Regions from separate parts of the Mus musculus genome. Here all the other regions are linked to region 1. The links are chromatin contacts, called in public promoter capture Hi-C maps. All regions are on one chromosome and are shown on one strand. Each heading gives the region's core, a stretch centred on a gene start, on an enhancer-like site or on the middle of the called end of the contact. The rest is flanking DNA. Distances are from core to core; before and after follow the strand shown.

The links. Promoter capture Hi-C pulls out the DNA fragments that hold promoters and counts their contacts.
Region 2: a promoter capture Hi-C map of embryonic stem cells shows a contact between it and region 1, with 3 times the contacts expected there. The contact joins the promoter of Ccdc14 here to the promoter of Snx4 in region 1. A contact is called at or near these places in 3 of 39 promoter capture datasets (embryonic stem cells, liver and pre-B cells) and 1 of 484 Hi-C or Micro-C datasets (B cells).
Region 3: a promoter capture Hi-C map of liver shows a contact between it and region 1, with 5 times the contacts expected there. The contact joins the promoter of Cep19 here to the promoter of Snx4 in region 1. A contact is called at or near these places in 2 of 39 promoter capture datasets (hippocampal neurons and liver).
Region 4: a contact with region 1 is called in a promoter capture Hi-C map of liver, with 4 times the contacts expected there. The contact joins the promoter of Nrros here to the promoter of Snx4 in region 1. A contact is called at or near these places in 3 of 39 promoter capture datasets (hippocampal neurons and liver).
Region 5: a promoter capture Hi-C map of pre-B cells shows a contact between it and region 1, with 2.2 times the contacts expected there. The contact joins the promoter of Wdr53 here to the promoter of Snx4 in region 1. A contact is called at or near these places in 2 of 39 promoter capture datasets (the 3T3-L1 cell line and pre-B cells).

Annotation. Positions count from the first base shown.
Region 1 is chr16:33,250,015-33,252,845 of GRCm38.p6, reverse strand. It overlaps Snx4 (sorting nexin 4), which reads right to left and starts at 1,390. Exons shown (of 14, transcript NM_080557.2): 1 at 1,245-1,390. The coding sequence starts at 1,385.
Region 2 is chr16:34,689,133-34,691,963 of GRCm38.p6, reverse strand. Ccdc14 (coiled-coil domain containing 14) reads right to left here and starts at 1,348. Exons shown (of 13, transcript NM_172824.3): 1 at 1,133-1,348. The coding sequence starts at 1,306. It overlaps Gm35150 (a long non-coding RNA gene), which reads left to right and starts at 1,258. Exons shown (of 4, transcript XR_876043.1): 1 at 1,258-1,326.
Region 3 is chr16:32,098,445-32,101,275 of GRCm38.p6, reverse strand. It overlaps Cep19 (centrosomal protein 19), which reads right to left and starts at 1,487. Exons shown (of 4, transcript NM_025892.3): 1 at 1,165-1,487. Pigx (phosphatidylinositol glycan anchor biosynthesis, class X) reads left to right here and starts at 1,549. Exons shown (of 6, transcript NM_024464.3): 1 at 1,549-1,806. The coding sequence starts at 1,707.
Region 4 is chr16:32,164,246-32,167,076 of GRCm38.p6, reverse strand. Nrros (negative regulator of reactive oxygen species) reads left to right here and starts at 1,483. Exons shown (of 3, transcript NM_001347181.1): 1 at 1,483-1,697.
Region 5 is chr16:32,245,765-32,248,595 of GRCm38.p6, reverse strand. It overlaps Wdr53 (WD repeat domain 53), which reads right to left and starts at 1,369. Exons shown (of 3, transcript NM_001185162.1): 1 at 1,329-1,369. It overlaps Fbxo45 (F-box protein 45), which reads left to right and starts at 1,571. Exons shown (of 3, transcript NM_173439.2): 1 at 1,571-2,102. The coding sequence starts at 1,785.

The DNA.
Region 1 (2,831 bases), core at 141-2,640:
GAACAACAGGAGAGGGACAGAGAAGAACAGGCAGCGTAGAGGATTTTTTAGGACACTTAAAAGTTCATGTGACAGTGTGTAAACTATGGACTTTGGGTGACAACCTGGCCTCACCGCGTATAACATAAACGAGTCTGGTAAGAAGCGTGGACAAGGCACAAGTCTGAATATGAGAACTGAGTATACGGGAAAATCTCCCCATTTCTCTTTCAATTCTACAGCGACCTTAAAACTGTTCTCAAAAATCAAAGTCTTAGCCGGGCGTGGTGGTGCACGCCTTTAATCCCAGCACTCCTGGGAGGGGAGAGGGCAGATTTCTGAGTTCGAGGCCAGCCTGGTCTACAGAGTGAGTTCCAGGACAGCCAGGGCTATATACAGAGAAACCCTGTCTCGAAAAAACACAAAACAAACAAACAAACAAAAAGTTAAAGTCTTTAACTTATAAGCACACATAAATGGTTTAAGTAGTCAAAACCTCCAACTGCTGAGAAGTTCCTGGTTAGCTCTCTCGAAACTTAGTCCTCTCTAGAGACGCATCAATCATAAAAATGTACGGGTTACCTTAGCATGAATACCTACTGGGGGTGAGGGGGCAACAGCAAAATGGCTGGACAGGGGCTGAGCAACTGAGGGTCAGGGAGTTCAAATACAGGGCGCTAATGAGTTTCCTAAACATTTGTTCATCAGAGTCTACAAATCCGTCACGACCCTTTGGATGGATGCACTCACAGATTGACAACGCGACACTCCCTTAACTCAAAAGGTGAGAAACACCAGTTATCACCGAGGGGCGGGGATTGCAGGAGGAAACATTATAACGACATTACAGCTAAATGGAGAGTTCAACAAATGTTTCTTCCTCTGTCCCTTCTCTTTAACGTGACGCTGATGTCTATTTCCCGACGTGTCCATAGGCCAAGCCCCCCTTACTGCGCACACTCGCCTCTCACCAAGGGTGTAGCCGCCTCCCAGCGACCCCCTCGGCCGGCCGGAAACAGCAGCGAGCCTCTTCAGGGCCAGACCCCGGGGGACGCGCCCACTGACACCGCGGGCCACGCCACCACGGACACGCGTGACAACGCCCACGCGGCGCTCCGGCACGCCGCGCCTGTGAGTCCATTTCCACTCCGCATCGGGTCATCCTCCGGTCTCGGGACCGCACCCACCAGACCCAGCCAGGGCGGCCCGGCCCGGCCCGCTAGGCCCGGCCCCAGACCGGAAGCCTCCGCCGCCCCTCTCCTCACCGTGTCGACCCCTGAGCCGTCTTCTCGGGTGCCCTCGTTCTCCTCACCGACCGCGGCCTCCAGCACAGCGCCAGGGCCACCCAGCGGCTCCAGGGGTCCAGGCTGCAAGAGCTTCTCGGGGTCCGGAGGTGCCTGCTCCATAGCTGTAGTTTGGCACCGCGAGTCCAGTGCGCCTGCGCGGGGCCTTGACTCCAGCCGCCCCGCCCTCTGCTTGTGGTAGCTCCGCCCTGCGCTCTCGGTAGTCCCGCCCCTGCCCACAGAAACTCCTCCTAGGCAGCGGAGACCCCAGAACGCTGGACCACCAGCCAAGACCTGCGACCGAGGGAGGTAGGGGAAAGCTAGGGCGACTACAGAGGGTTGGCTACAAAACTGGTAATCTGGGAGAGCCGGTAAAGACATAAAGAAACTAAAGTGAAGTGAACTCAAGAAGTGCAGAAGCCACTCAGATTGGCGATCCCCTCAAGTAATTGTGTCATTAAAAAGAAAGGGAGATTGTCTTGTGACCATCGCCCTTACCTTGCATTCACAATTCCGTTTCCCCTCGCAAAGACCAGAGCAGCATCAATTATTAACTTTTAGAGAGTTGAGTAACGCATTCAGCAAAAGATAACGCCTAAAGATTTGAGAGGTAAGATGGCTGAAGCAGGCTGGAGAGCGCCATTGTTAAGTAAGTGTTTAAACTTTAGACGCTAAAGCAATTTAATTTTCTACAAGTCTCTTGTAATTTCCTGAACCTACCCCTTGGCAAGATTCCCTGTGGTGACCTGAAGAGAAATGTTCACTGACTGTAGCCTAAATATGGGACCTTTGGGTTGGTATTTTTGTACAAAACCTGGTCTCGGACCAAAACTGATTCTTGCCAAACATCCTTTTCCGGGTTGTGAAGCACAATTTCTTCCTCCTGGAGTTTTCTCCCTGGCTTGGTGGCAAAGTTCCATTCATGCTCAAAGCACTTTCTCTTGTTATTTTACAATAATTTGTTCTAAATCCAGCTTCCTCCAGCTAGACTCTAGACTTCTTTAATGCAGGGACCCCTTCTCCTATCCTTTCCCTGTTCCTTCCTTACAGAGCCTGGACTATTTATGTATTTAGGTATTTTATTGTTCGCCAGGGATTAGTTAGGTCCGGCAAACCCCCAGAAAACATGTTTTTAAATCAGAAGACTTTTTTTTTTTTTTTCCGAGACAGGGTTTCTCTGTGTAGCCCTGGCTGTCCTGGAGCTCACTCTGTAGATCACCAGGCTGGCCTCGAACTCAGAAATCTGCCTGCCTCTGCCTCCCGAGTGCTGGGACTAAAGGCGTGCACCACCACCACCCGGCAGAAGACTATTTTATTAATCACACAAGGATAGATTTGTTCTCATTATCTTGTGATCTTTTCCCAGTTTCTGAGATCTCAGAAAACTAGATCCTAAAGCCGGCAGGATGTTCGTTGTGAGCTGACCAGTGGGTGACAACGAGGAAATGACACCTGGCTTTGTAAGGCCTGAAGGAGACCATATTATTGTCTACTGTTTTGTTTTGTTTAAAAATAAAAGCTAGAAGCCGGGAAGTGGTGGCGCACTTCTTTAATCCCAGCACTTGGGAG
Region 2 (2,831 bases), core at 99-2,598, 1.4 Mb before region 1:
CAATACTTATTTTGTGATAGAAAATATTTTAACTTCCATTTCTTTGATGACTACAGCATATTTCCCTAGACATATTGACAACATGCAACCATTCAAAAAAGGAAGTCTCAAGACAGGGTTTTTTTTTTGGGGGGGAGGGGGGAGTGCAAAATATACATTAGCAAGAAAGACAACATTATAGGTATGTTGTTAAATGGTGGGAAACAAAGTAAAACCCCAAGTCTACTATATGCCAAGTGCTTTCTAAATCTCCAAGACAGAGATGAAATATTCTAGTAGTAGACTAGCACCAGGTCCAACATGAAGTGATTTGTGGAAGATTGCAAGATGCGGAAGGTGGCCTGAAGCACGCCCAACTAGCGGAGATGTGATGGTGTTGGAAAAATATTCTAGAGACGGTTCTTGACATGAGGGCTAGAAGGAAAATAGAATTAACAGGCCCACCATAATTTGAAAAGACGTGGGAGCACGAAAGGTCAGAACGCCCAGGGCACAGCAGGGCTAAAACTAGTTTAGCTCTATTGGACCTGATTGGATGGGGCGGGAACTGCAAAGGATCCAAAATGGCTCTGTTCCAAGCCAAATGTGTATCTTGAAAATGGGTTTCCCTGTCGTACTTGGAGCAGTTACTAGAGAACATCAAGAGTCACGCGTTTGAGAACGGAGGGCGGGTACAGCCACTTACTGGGAGACTCCAACAACAGAGACAGAAGATCAGTTAAGAGAAGCACCGAGAAGCTGAATCCGGGGAGAGGATTAACTCAAGCTAAGATCCTAAGAACTTCTCTGATAGAGATGTTATTAGGCAGTCGGACAAATGACCAAGTCGGGCAAATTACTGGCTTTGTAGAGGCACAATTGCTGGATAACTACGTAATATTGGAAACAACTGCAAAGCACAGAGCGGGAAGGAGGTCACTGCACTGGTGATAAAGGCTGGGCTTCGAACCCGGGGTCTGACACCAAACTGCGCTCTGGAAGACTGGCACGGCCGCCCTGAATAAAGCATTCATCTAGGGACGTCCTCACCACTTCGGGCGCGCCGCAGTTACTATTTTTTTTCTAGCACCTTCCTAAATCCCCCTCGCCTCTCGCCACCCCACAGTGGACTCATCAGGTCCGCAGCCCTCACCTGGCCCGGTCGAGATCCGGACCTGACCATTTCTCTCAGCCTCAGAAGAGCCCAGGCGTAGGGAAACGAATACTTGAGAAAAAAAGAATTAACCGCCGAGATGTCCGGACCTCCCTTGTCCCGCCCCCTGAGCTTCCGCTTCCGGGAAGAAGGCCGCGGACCGCCGGGACTCATAGCCTCCTTGGCGCTAAAAGGTTTTCCTTCGGGTCGGAACCTGGAGCCCTGGGCGTGCGCAACAGACTCCGCGTGCTCCAGCTTGCCACGCCCAGGCGGAGAGTGGGAGAGGCCAACAGACGGCCCGGGGGGCGGGGCGGACGCGGGGGCGGGGCCTGATGTGGGCGGGGCCTTGCGGGAGGGGCGGGGCGAGGAACTCGTTGGCTTTGCAGCATTCTTCAAACTGGTTGAAGTGGGAACCAGGGCCTGCTAGCCCATTGGGTAAAGGACTACCGCTGGATTTCAGAAGCTTTGTGTACTGTTTTAAGTGTATTTGTTCTTGAGAGTCAATAGAAATCTAACCTGAACAGTGTTCAATGGTTTGGCTGTCTACTTTTTCTATCGAGATAATTGCTGTTGATAAAGGATGGCAGTATTTTTTACCACTGATAGCTGCACTAAATAGAGAATGGTGTTTGAGACACTATATTTGGGATTGTTTTAAATCAAGTTGGAGAGAAATTAACCCGGTTGACTCTTCTTTCTATGGTAAGATGGCTACCTTTGTTAAAAAAAAAAAAAAAAAAAAAAAGGGTTGTGTTGATTTTAAAACCCTGGGACCTGTAGAGACTTAGTGGATAAGAGCAACTCTTGCCCTTGCAAAGAACTCAGGTTGGATACCCACAGGTAGTGGGTCACAACCATGTGACTCCAATTTCAGAAGATCTAGTACTCTCTTCTGCCTCCTCAGGCACCAGTTGTACAAGTGGTACTCACATATGCATACGACATTTTAAAGAAGGATATATATGTATACACACGCGCGCGCGCATAATTTTGCTTGGCCTGAAACTTACAATGTAGACCATACTGGTCTGAAATTCACAAAGACCCTCCTGTTTTTGCCTACCTAATGCTGGTGCTAAAGGTGTATGCTATCACACCCTACTTAAATAAACCTTTTTTAAAAAATGAATTTAAATGGGGCTGGAGAGATGGCTTAGTGGTTAAGAGCACTGACTGCTCTTCCAGACATTCTGAGTTCAATTCCCTGCAATCACATGATGGCTCACAACCATCTGTAATAGGATCTGATGCCCTCTTCTGGTGTGTCTGAACAGCTACAGTGTACTCACATATATAAAATAAATAAATAATTCTTTTTAAAAAAATTAGTTAAAATGTAGCTGAATAGGTAGCACATAAGTTAAGAGCACTAGATACAACTGCAGAGGATCTGAGTTCAATTCCTAGCATCAGCTCACAGCTGTCTACAACTTCAGTTCCAGGGAATCCAGTGCGCTTTTCTGGCCTCTGGTCCCCAGCATGTAGTACACAGACATACACACAAGGAAAACATCTATACATGTAAGAATTTAAAAATAAATAAAATAAAAATATATACATTATATAAATAAAATTATATGCATATATATACACATATACATATTCCACAAGTAAAATCTTCCCATCTGTATAGTAAACACTCCAAGTGGAGGGATTTTAGTATTAGTTGTGTTGGCCACAAGGCAGCATGTTCCCCAGG
Region 3 (2,831 bases), core at 238-2,737, 1.2 Mb after region 1:
TTCAGATTAATACTTTCTGCTCTCTCTTTCCATCTCTACCCTCAGTGGCAAAGTACACTTAATTACAAGAATTGCTTAGGGCTGGCGGGATGGCTCAGTGATTAAGAGCACCAACTGCTCTTCTGAAGGTCCTGAGTTCAAATCCCAGCAACCACATGGTGGCTCACAACCATCCGTAATGAGATCTGACGCCCTCTTCTGGTGTGTCTGAAGACAGCTACAGTGTACTTACATATAATAAATAAATAAATCTTAAAAAAAAAAGAAAAATAGGAATAAAAGTGAGAGAAAGAGAAAATGAAATGTTCATCTAACTTCTATTCTTTTTTCTAGCTATATGTATGTCACATACATATATGCATAAATATAAATACATATATAGACTACAGTTTAGTTTTATCTCATACATACGGTTTCCTGTATTAAATGCAAATTTTATGGTTGCTAGGTAGATTTATCATATAGGATCACAGTCTGTATTCTCACCCTACTGACAGATGTGAGATTTTTACTCCTATGAGGTCAACCATAATAAAGTGCTGCCTTTCACATTGCTGGGCTTTGCCTTTGATCTGAGCCAATGCCCAGACACTATTCCCAGTTCACCTCACTAGAGTGTGATGTCAGTAAACTTTCCAGACACTATATGGTCTACAAACATAAGCAAAGGGCCACACTTGTGAATAGAGTCGATAATAACGTAAGGTCTTCACTAAAGAGTTTTCCTTTTAATTTATTATTATTATTGTTGTTGTTGTTTCAAGTCAGGATTTTCTGTGAAGCTCTCGCTGCCCTGGATTCACTCTGTAGACCAGGCTGGCCTCAAACTCAGAGATCTGACCGCCTCTACTTCCCGGGTGCTGAGATTAAAAGCATACACCACCACTACCTGGCCTTTTTTTTTTTTTGTTTTTGTCCATATTTCTTAATAGCATGTTTGTAGTGCTATATTACACTATCCTCCCACTTTCGAGACCCCATAACCTGCCTGCCGTTCAGCACCAGCACTAGGTCAGCTAACGCACTGGGAGGAATGACATTACATTTACCTAATGTATTTTTACCTGATATACTTTTCCTACTAGAGATTTGTTCCCCACAACACCGAAGGGAATACTGAGGTCCCGATTCATGTCCTCACCAATGCAAGGCGACCCTACTTACCCTTGAAGAAGTACAGGAAGTGCACATCTGAACAGCAGTGAGGGGGTGGTTTCCATCCTACTGCACTGCACAGAGGAGCTTAGGTCGACTTTGAGGCGAGGTGGAGCCTGACGCTGCAGGAAACGGCGATAGCCATAGCCTACAGGAATAACCATGGGGTGAACTCAGAGGCAGGGGGCTCAGCCCGCACGCATCCGGTTGTGGGCAGGAAGCGGGGCTGAGCGCGGGGAGTGCGGTCCTAAGGCAGCTCGCCCGGTCCAAGGGCCCACCTAGGCGCCCCGAGGATCGTTCCCAAGGCAACAGAAGGCTCTCAATTTGCGCTTGCGCAGCCTCTCGCCCCGCCCCGGCCGGGATGACGAGGGGCGGGGCCAGGGGGCTGGCCTCTCCGGAACCTGGAGTTGTAGGGAGATCCTAGGGTGGAAGTGTTAGCCGAGTTCTGTTCGGGTCATCGGGAAAGGTGAGCGCGCGCTCAGCGTGCTCAGATTCCTTCGGTGACCGCAGCTTGCCCCGAGCGCCCCTTTCGGGCGTCGGGCTCCGGCGTCCTGGCTGCCGGCGCTGTGGCCTGGCTGCTCCTTTGGGCAGCCTGGCTGGTCGGCAGGCTCGCCGCGGACTTCAGCGACGCCCCTTTCAGCGCTGGTAAAGGTCAGGGGGCTGAGCGAGTGTGTGCGGAGCTGGGGCGGAGGTGGGGAGCACCCGCGGCGCCTGGGGTACCCGAGGCCGGAGGAAGTTAGCAACAAAGGCCCTGTGCGCCCTTCCCTCCTTGTGATCTTTGCTGGGGGTCCCATCCCGGGCTTCAGAGCCGGGCTTTGTCTTTCCAAGGCGGGACTGGCCACGCTGTGACCCAAGTACGAAACAAGTACAGCAAGCCACGAAGTATCTTGGGGTGCTTATGGTTCCCCTGAAGATGCCTTGTGCTGCCTGAGAGGCAGTGAACCCTCGGCATCCAGCGAAGTGTGAGAATGCCCAAACAGCATGTATGGGAGAAGGGGTGAGGTGATGTGTTGTGTGACATACTTCCCAGGGACACACGCACGCACGCACACACGCACAACCTGCTCACTCCAGAAAGGTAACCTTTGTACCAGTGTCCAGTTTGGTAAACCAATGATTTTTTTTTTTTAATTGGGGCTACTATTAGAAATATGGGTGAGGGGCTACTTACTAGAAGCAAGGATAACTCAAAAGAAGCTGCATCAGTAGAAAGATAAAATGGGTGAGTCCTGAAAACTGCAACCCTGGAGCTCACTAAGCGACTTCCAGACAGCTCTTCAGTCCTAACACTAGTTTCCCCCCTCCCATCTCTTTTTCTCTGCAGTTTGCCCCCAGCAACTGTTGACTCGCTTTTATATTGTAGGACCCTCAAGCGTCTCCCAACTGCTTATTCTCCTGGCTTCATGTTGCTGAGTAACAGGTTTATCAGTGATTCACACTCTTATTTTAATGTTCTTCCCACACATTTCTTGCCAGTGTTTTAGAGCAGGGTACCTGGCTACTGAACCTTTAGGGTTTGTTTGTTTCTTAATATTTGATACTTGAGAAATGGTCTTTCTTGGAACTTGGTATGTAGACCAAACTGAGTGCTGGAACCAAAGGTGGTGCCATCTCACCAGTCTTGAACTTTTAGTCACTGAGTAATAATAGTTTTAGTGAATCATTTTATGAAGATT
Region 4 (2,831 bases), core at 234-2,733, 1.1 Mb after region 1:
GGAAGTTCATACCTGTAAAATAAAAATAAAATATAGCCGGGTGTGGTGGCACACACCTTTAACTCTCAGGAGTTAGAGGCAGGTGGATCTTTATGAATTTGAGGCCAGCCTCATCTATATACTGAATTCCCAAACAGCCAAGGCTATGTAGAAAGAGCCTGTCTCAAATAAATAAATAAATAAATAAATAAATAAATGTTTTAAATATGAATACAAGCCCTTTCTTGGAAAAGAAGCTTGGTGCTAGAGATAAGAGTTAGCCACACACTGGTAGACACAAAGGAAAAAGTTTGAGTCAGAAACCTTAGTGTGACACAATTTTCTCTACACTTGTTTTCTTCTTCAATGGTGCCATCATTGTTACCTTTACAAGTGAATAAATGTGTGTGTGTGTGTGTTTACATATATATGTAAAACAGTTAAAGTGGAAGAGGCCATGAATTTGGAAGAGAACAGGGTGGGATATATAGGAATGTTAGAGGGAGAAGGGGGAGGGAGAAATTATATTTTAATCTCAAAAAAAATTTAAAGGCTGTATAATTAATTTACATAGTTTTTTGAACGAACCCCCCCCCCCCAGCCCTCATCCCCGTTGCTTCCTGCTGCAGGGCATGGAGCCGCCCTTTGGTGTGGTTTGTATACTCAGTGAGACTCCCTTGAGAGATGATTTTTCCTTTGTGGATGGTTGGGGCTGGGAGCTCATGTCTTTTTCTCCATCTTAGAGCTGGGACTAGGTCAGGTCTGGATCCGTGCAGACGCTAGCTAGGCATGCTGCCACAGTTGACAGTGAACTTTCTACACAGCATTATCAAAACAACGCTGTTGAACACCCGTACTCAATAGAGCCAAGAAGTTTATGGTACTATCTGCAACGCGGGGTCAGTTAAAAACCAGTAGACAAAAACCTTTCTTTTTCTTCCATTTGTCCTTCTTGTTTATTTTGTGTGTGTGTGACAGGTCACACGAATCCCAGGGCAACCCCAAACCTGCTCTTTGGGCTGGGATGACCTTGTACTCTGATCCTCCTGCTTCAACCTCTCCAGGGTTGGGATCACAGGTGCGTGCTGCCATTGCCGACTTCCTTTTCCCTTTATTTATTTTCTTAATTTTTAAGAAGTACGGTGCCCAGAAAAGATGATTAGTTAAGGACTGACTGAGTAGATGAAAACAGACGACTGGATGGATGACCCTTCTAAATGGCGGACTCGTCCCCCTTTCCAATTAAACAAATTTGTGTTGCCCTTCACTGAATTCTGCCCCAAGCTGGCCCTTGGATAGAAGCCTGTAGAAGAGTTCCTGGAACAGCAGACCACAAGCCAGGACTCCTAGTTCCCATGTGCCATCAAAGCAGGAGCCACAAGAGCATGCTTAGCGACGACCTAACAGAGCTTGGCAGGCTGCACCTGTAGAGTGACAGCCCTGCTGGTGAGGGGCCATGTGCTACCTGCATCCTCGTCCAACCCCACCCCCACCCCACCCCCCGCGGTGGCAGTTCCTTCTAAGACGCGGGCTGAGTGCTGAGTCGCTGAGAGGCGAGCTCTCCATGTGACTTCAGTTTCCGTTGGTTCCTTCCGCAAGTGCTAAAATAATCTGATGCCCCAGAGCGAGTAGGCAGCGCAGCAGCGGCAAGTGCTGTCCAGGAGGCTGGGGCCCTGGAGACGATGCGCCCCGCGGAGCCGCCTGGGCCTGCGGGAGCAGTGAGTATTTCTTGCGTGGGTTCGTTGAGCATTGCCGGGCTACAAGAGGTGGGCGAGCTGGGACCGGGTTGGGTGGTGGGAGGTTAGGCATCAGCTCCCCCACCCCACGCACGCCGCGCTCAGGCTCATTGTGAAGTTGTGGTATCCAGTCTCTCCGCCTCTGGGCTGGATTTGGGGGGGGGGCTACACCTTTGGTGTAGGTGGAAGTCTCAGGAACTCTTACAGCTGAGAGAGGAGGTGTGTGATGTGGGAGAGGCACGTAGGGCTTTACAACCAGCTATGGTTTGATTCCTGGCTCTTTCAGGGAGAGTGTGAACAGGTTAGGGAACTTTTCGGAGCCTCCTTTTTTTTCCTCATCTACACAGTGGTCAGTGCTCCTTGCCTAGTCTGAGTGACCGGACGTCATGAGAGGACGCTGTGAACACTCAGCATACGGGTGTTTGCATCGACTCCTTTGCCCATCAACATAAATTGAGACCCACCATTACACAGGCAAAGACACGGAAATCCATCCACAGTCGCACTTACTTAACCGGGATCTTCCCAGGGTCAGCTGTGTGTGTACATCCAGAAGACAGCAAAAGCCCTTCTCCTAGAGCCTTTGTCCTGGGTAACTTGTGCTGGGGTATTATTTGGTCCACAGCTACCCAAGTGTCAGAGAGAGAGATTAGAGCCAGGCTCTCCTGACTCCTGCTCAGTGCTCTGCTGTGGTCCTCTCGGCCTCTGCAGGCACAGACACACATCCATGGACCTACCCACAGGCTCGCTCGCACTCAGGAGCTGGGCAGGGAAAAGCACTGCTCTCCCTGCAGTTGCTAGCTCACCATTGCGCTGCGGCGATGACCACGTGCCCCACTGTAACTAGGATCGGAGCAGACTAAGGAAGGCTTTCCAGTGTCTCTCTCTGCTACTGACCGTGAGGTACGGACAGTTTTCACGGTGTTTGAGGCCTGGGGACACCCCCTATGAGCTTTATATGTGAGCCCCAGAGTTCCTAGAGGGGGTTATAGACTCATGGGCCCAGAAAAACAAAAAACAAAACAAAACAAAAAACCTCAACACTTAGGTTAAAATCAAAACCAAACAGCCTCACAAGAGAAGGTGCCTTCATTTGACTGGTCCTTCGAGAGAACT
Region 5 (2,831 bases), core at 120-2,619, 1.0 Mb after region 1:
AGAGGCCATTATTATAATGTGTGAGTCAACGCTCCTTCATAGCTTTGGACTAAAGTTAGTCCTGATGTGGAGAAACTAAGTGACAACCAAAACAACCAGAAGACTGTGGCATTAGCATGACCACAACAGACAAGAATTTGGGTTACTTGGTGCAAGACATCTTGAGGAAGGGATTAGCAAATCATAAGCATGTAATTATACCAGGGTAGGGAAGCAGCTGCTGTTCATTTGTTTTTACTAAAAACCAGGAAGTTAATTACACATAGGTGGATCTCAGGCAAGGTTTACTACATAAAAATTGCATGACACTGGACTTGATGCCTGAGTCTGTGAGCCCTATTATTATAATAATCACTTCATAGAGCTGCGTTGAGAATTATATATAAAAAAAAGTCAGATTAAAAGATCTCATCTATGCCTGGCTCACACTGTAGTTCTTTTACTTTATTTTATGTGTATAGCATGTATGTGTGTACAGCTCAGTCATTCCCGAAGCCAGAAGAGGGTTTGGCTCCCCTTGAACTTAAGCTACAACTCAGGTTAAGCCTTGAGCACCCATATGGGTGCTAGGAACGAACCTAGGTCCTCTACAAGAGCAGAAAGTGCTCTTAACTGCTCAGCCATCACTCCAGTCTCTATTATTCTTTTTCTAAATGCTCTTTAAAATAGCATAACTAAATAATGCTAGGTTCTTTTCCTCCCAGGAAATCATCTTTATGTTTCCACCTTACCTCATTCTAGGGATTAACAAATTACCAAACAAAACAAAACAAAAAAACCCAACAACAACACGTTTTTCTTAATCTTTTTACTACTACTTTTTACTGAACACACTATATTTTGTCCAAAAAGATTGTGACACTTAGTATTCAAATGACACTTTGAGATTACCTACACTTGTTTATTTAATCTCAAATATAATAAAACCTGCGTATTTACGAGGGTTGCTCAGGTTTAGCCACCTTACTTTGAGAATGGGTTCTGGTGAGTCCCCTACGGCGCTAGCCAGGAAAAGAAGATGTCAATTTCTCAAGGTAAAAAAAAATAAAATATAATAAAATGGATCTAACCTGACCACGACAAGAGGTCCTCAACTGCGCAAAGGGAAAGGAAATTGATCCAAGCGACCTGAAGGTGAAGGATCTAAGAATTGGCTAGCAAAAAAGGGAAGTGTCGTGAACAAAGTTAGAGAGGGAGCAGAAACCAAGTGAGACGGGAAACTCCGTAGGAAGAGAGGCCAAGGAGAGCCGAGTCAAGGCCATTAGAGGAAAAACAGAAAAAAAGCACTTGCGAACAGATCCGAACCCCGCTGGCCAACAGCCTCATACCTGGGCTTCCCGTTCCCGGTGGCGCCGAGCGATGACCTCACACGCAGCATCCAATCCCATCAAGCTTTAGGGAGCGAGGCGCCTCTGCCGAACAGTCACTTCCGGGCAGAGAGGCGCGGCGGGCGAGCTGGGCGTGCGCCCTTGCTTCTTGCCCTCAACTCGCATGGCGGATCCCGGGGCGCGTCGCGGGCAGGCCGGGCGAGGCGGGCGGTTCCGGCGCCCGCGCTGAGCGGCTCCGAGGGGCGGGAACCCGAGCGGCTCGCGCCATCTGCCCTCAGTGAGGCGGGGCGCGCAGCGGACGCCCCGGGGCAGGGGCGGGAGCGGTGGAGGCGCGAGCGGCTGGCGCTGAAAGGGGCGGTGAGCGAGCCGCTCGCGGCTGTAGGCGAGGCTTGGCCTCCCGCGCCGAGACGGGGCGAAGCGGCGGCGGCGGCGGCCCTCGGGCCGGCTGGTGAGGCGATGGCGGCGCCGGGCCCGGGGGCTGGGGCAGCCTCGGGCGGCGCTAGTGGTGGCGGCGCCGGTGCCGGCGGCGGCGCCAGCGCGGGCTCGGGGTCCTCCGGGGTCGGCGGCCGGTTGCCCAGCCGGGTGCTGGAGTTGGTGTTCTCCTACCTGGAGCTGTCCGAGCTGCGGAGCTGCGCCCTGGTTTGCAAGCACTGGTACCGCTGCCTCCACGGCGACGAGAACAGCGAGGTGTGGCGGAGCCTGTGCGCCCGCAGCCTAGCAGAAGAGGCTCTGCGCACGGACATCCTCTGCAACCTGCCCAGCTACAAGGCCAAGGTGAGGGAATCCCGGGGCCACGTCGAAGCTCGGCTCCTCTCCCGCCCGCCGCTCTCGGGGTTTATCTTCAAAGCTTGAGTCAGAGGTTTCACCTCAGCATCCCGCCTTCCCACGGCTTCAGCCAGTCAGGACCACTCTCACCCCTCCTCTCCATAACGATCTTTTCTTTGGATTGAAGTTCTGCTTCGTAATCCACCTCACTTTTTAAAATACTAGGTGGTTTCCCATCATTCATTTTCAGCAGTCTTTCTACTTTCGACAGTCTTTGCTCTTAAAGACAGATCACCAGCCGATACTCATGAGCATGTATTTTTTCTGGCCTCCAAGTAGACTTAAGGCATTAGTTCGTCGATGTCGCTTTAAAATAGGTCTAGTTGCTGGGATCTTTTGCGTTCACTACCCCTTTTCCTAGCTCTGATTAACAAGAACATTATTTTCACCCACGTTCTCTTAGGGCCACAATATTTCACGATTCCAAGTGATGATAAGACTAGGCATCCTGCTAATTAACTTGTAAGAAAGAGACTTTACTATTACTTCCTCTCATTGGCACCATATAACTCATCACACTGCCTTGTCCTGCTGTGATTGATAACTTTTTCATAGTTCTACTCAGGTGATGGCTCTTCTGGCATCTAATATGTTGATTCCTGTTTTGCTGGTTTTGTTGTTGTTGTTGTTCTCGCTTCTTGTGCTTTCATAACAAAATTAAAATGCTAACAAACAGGT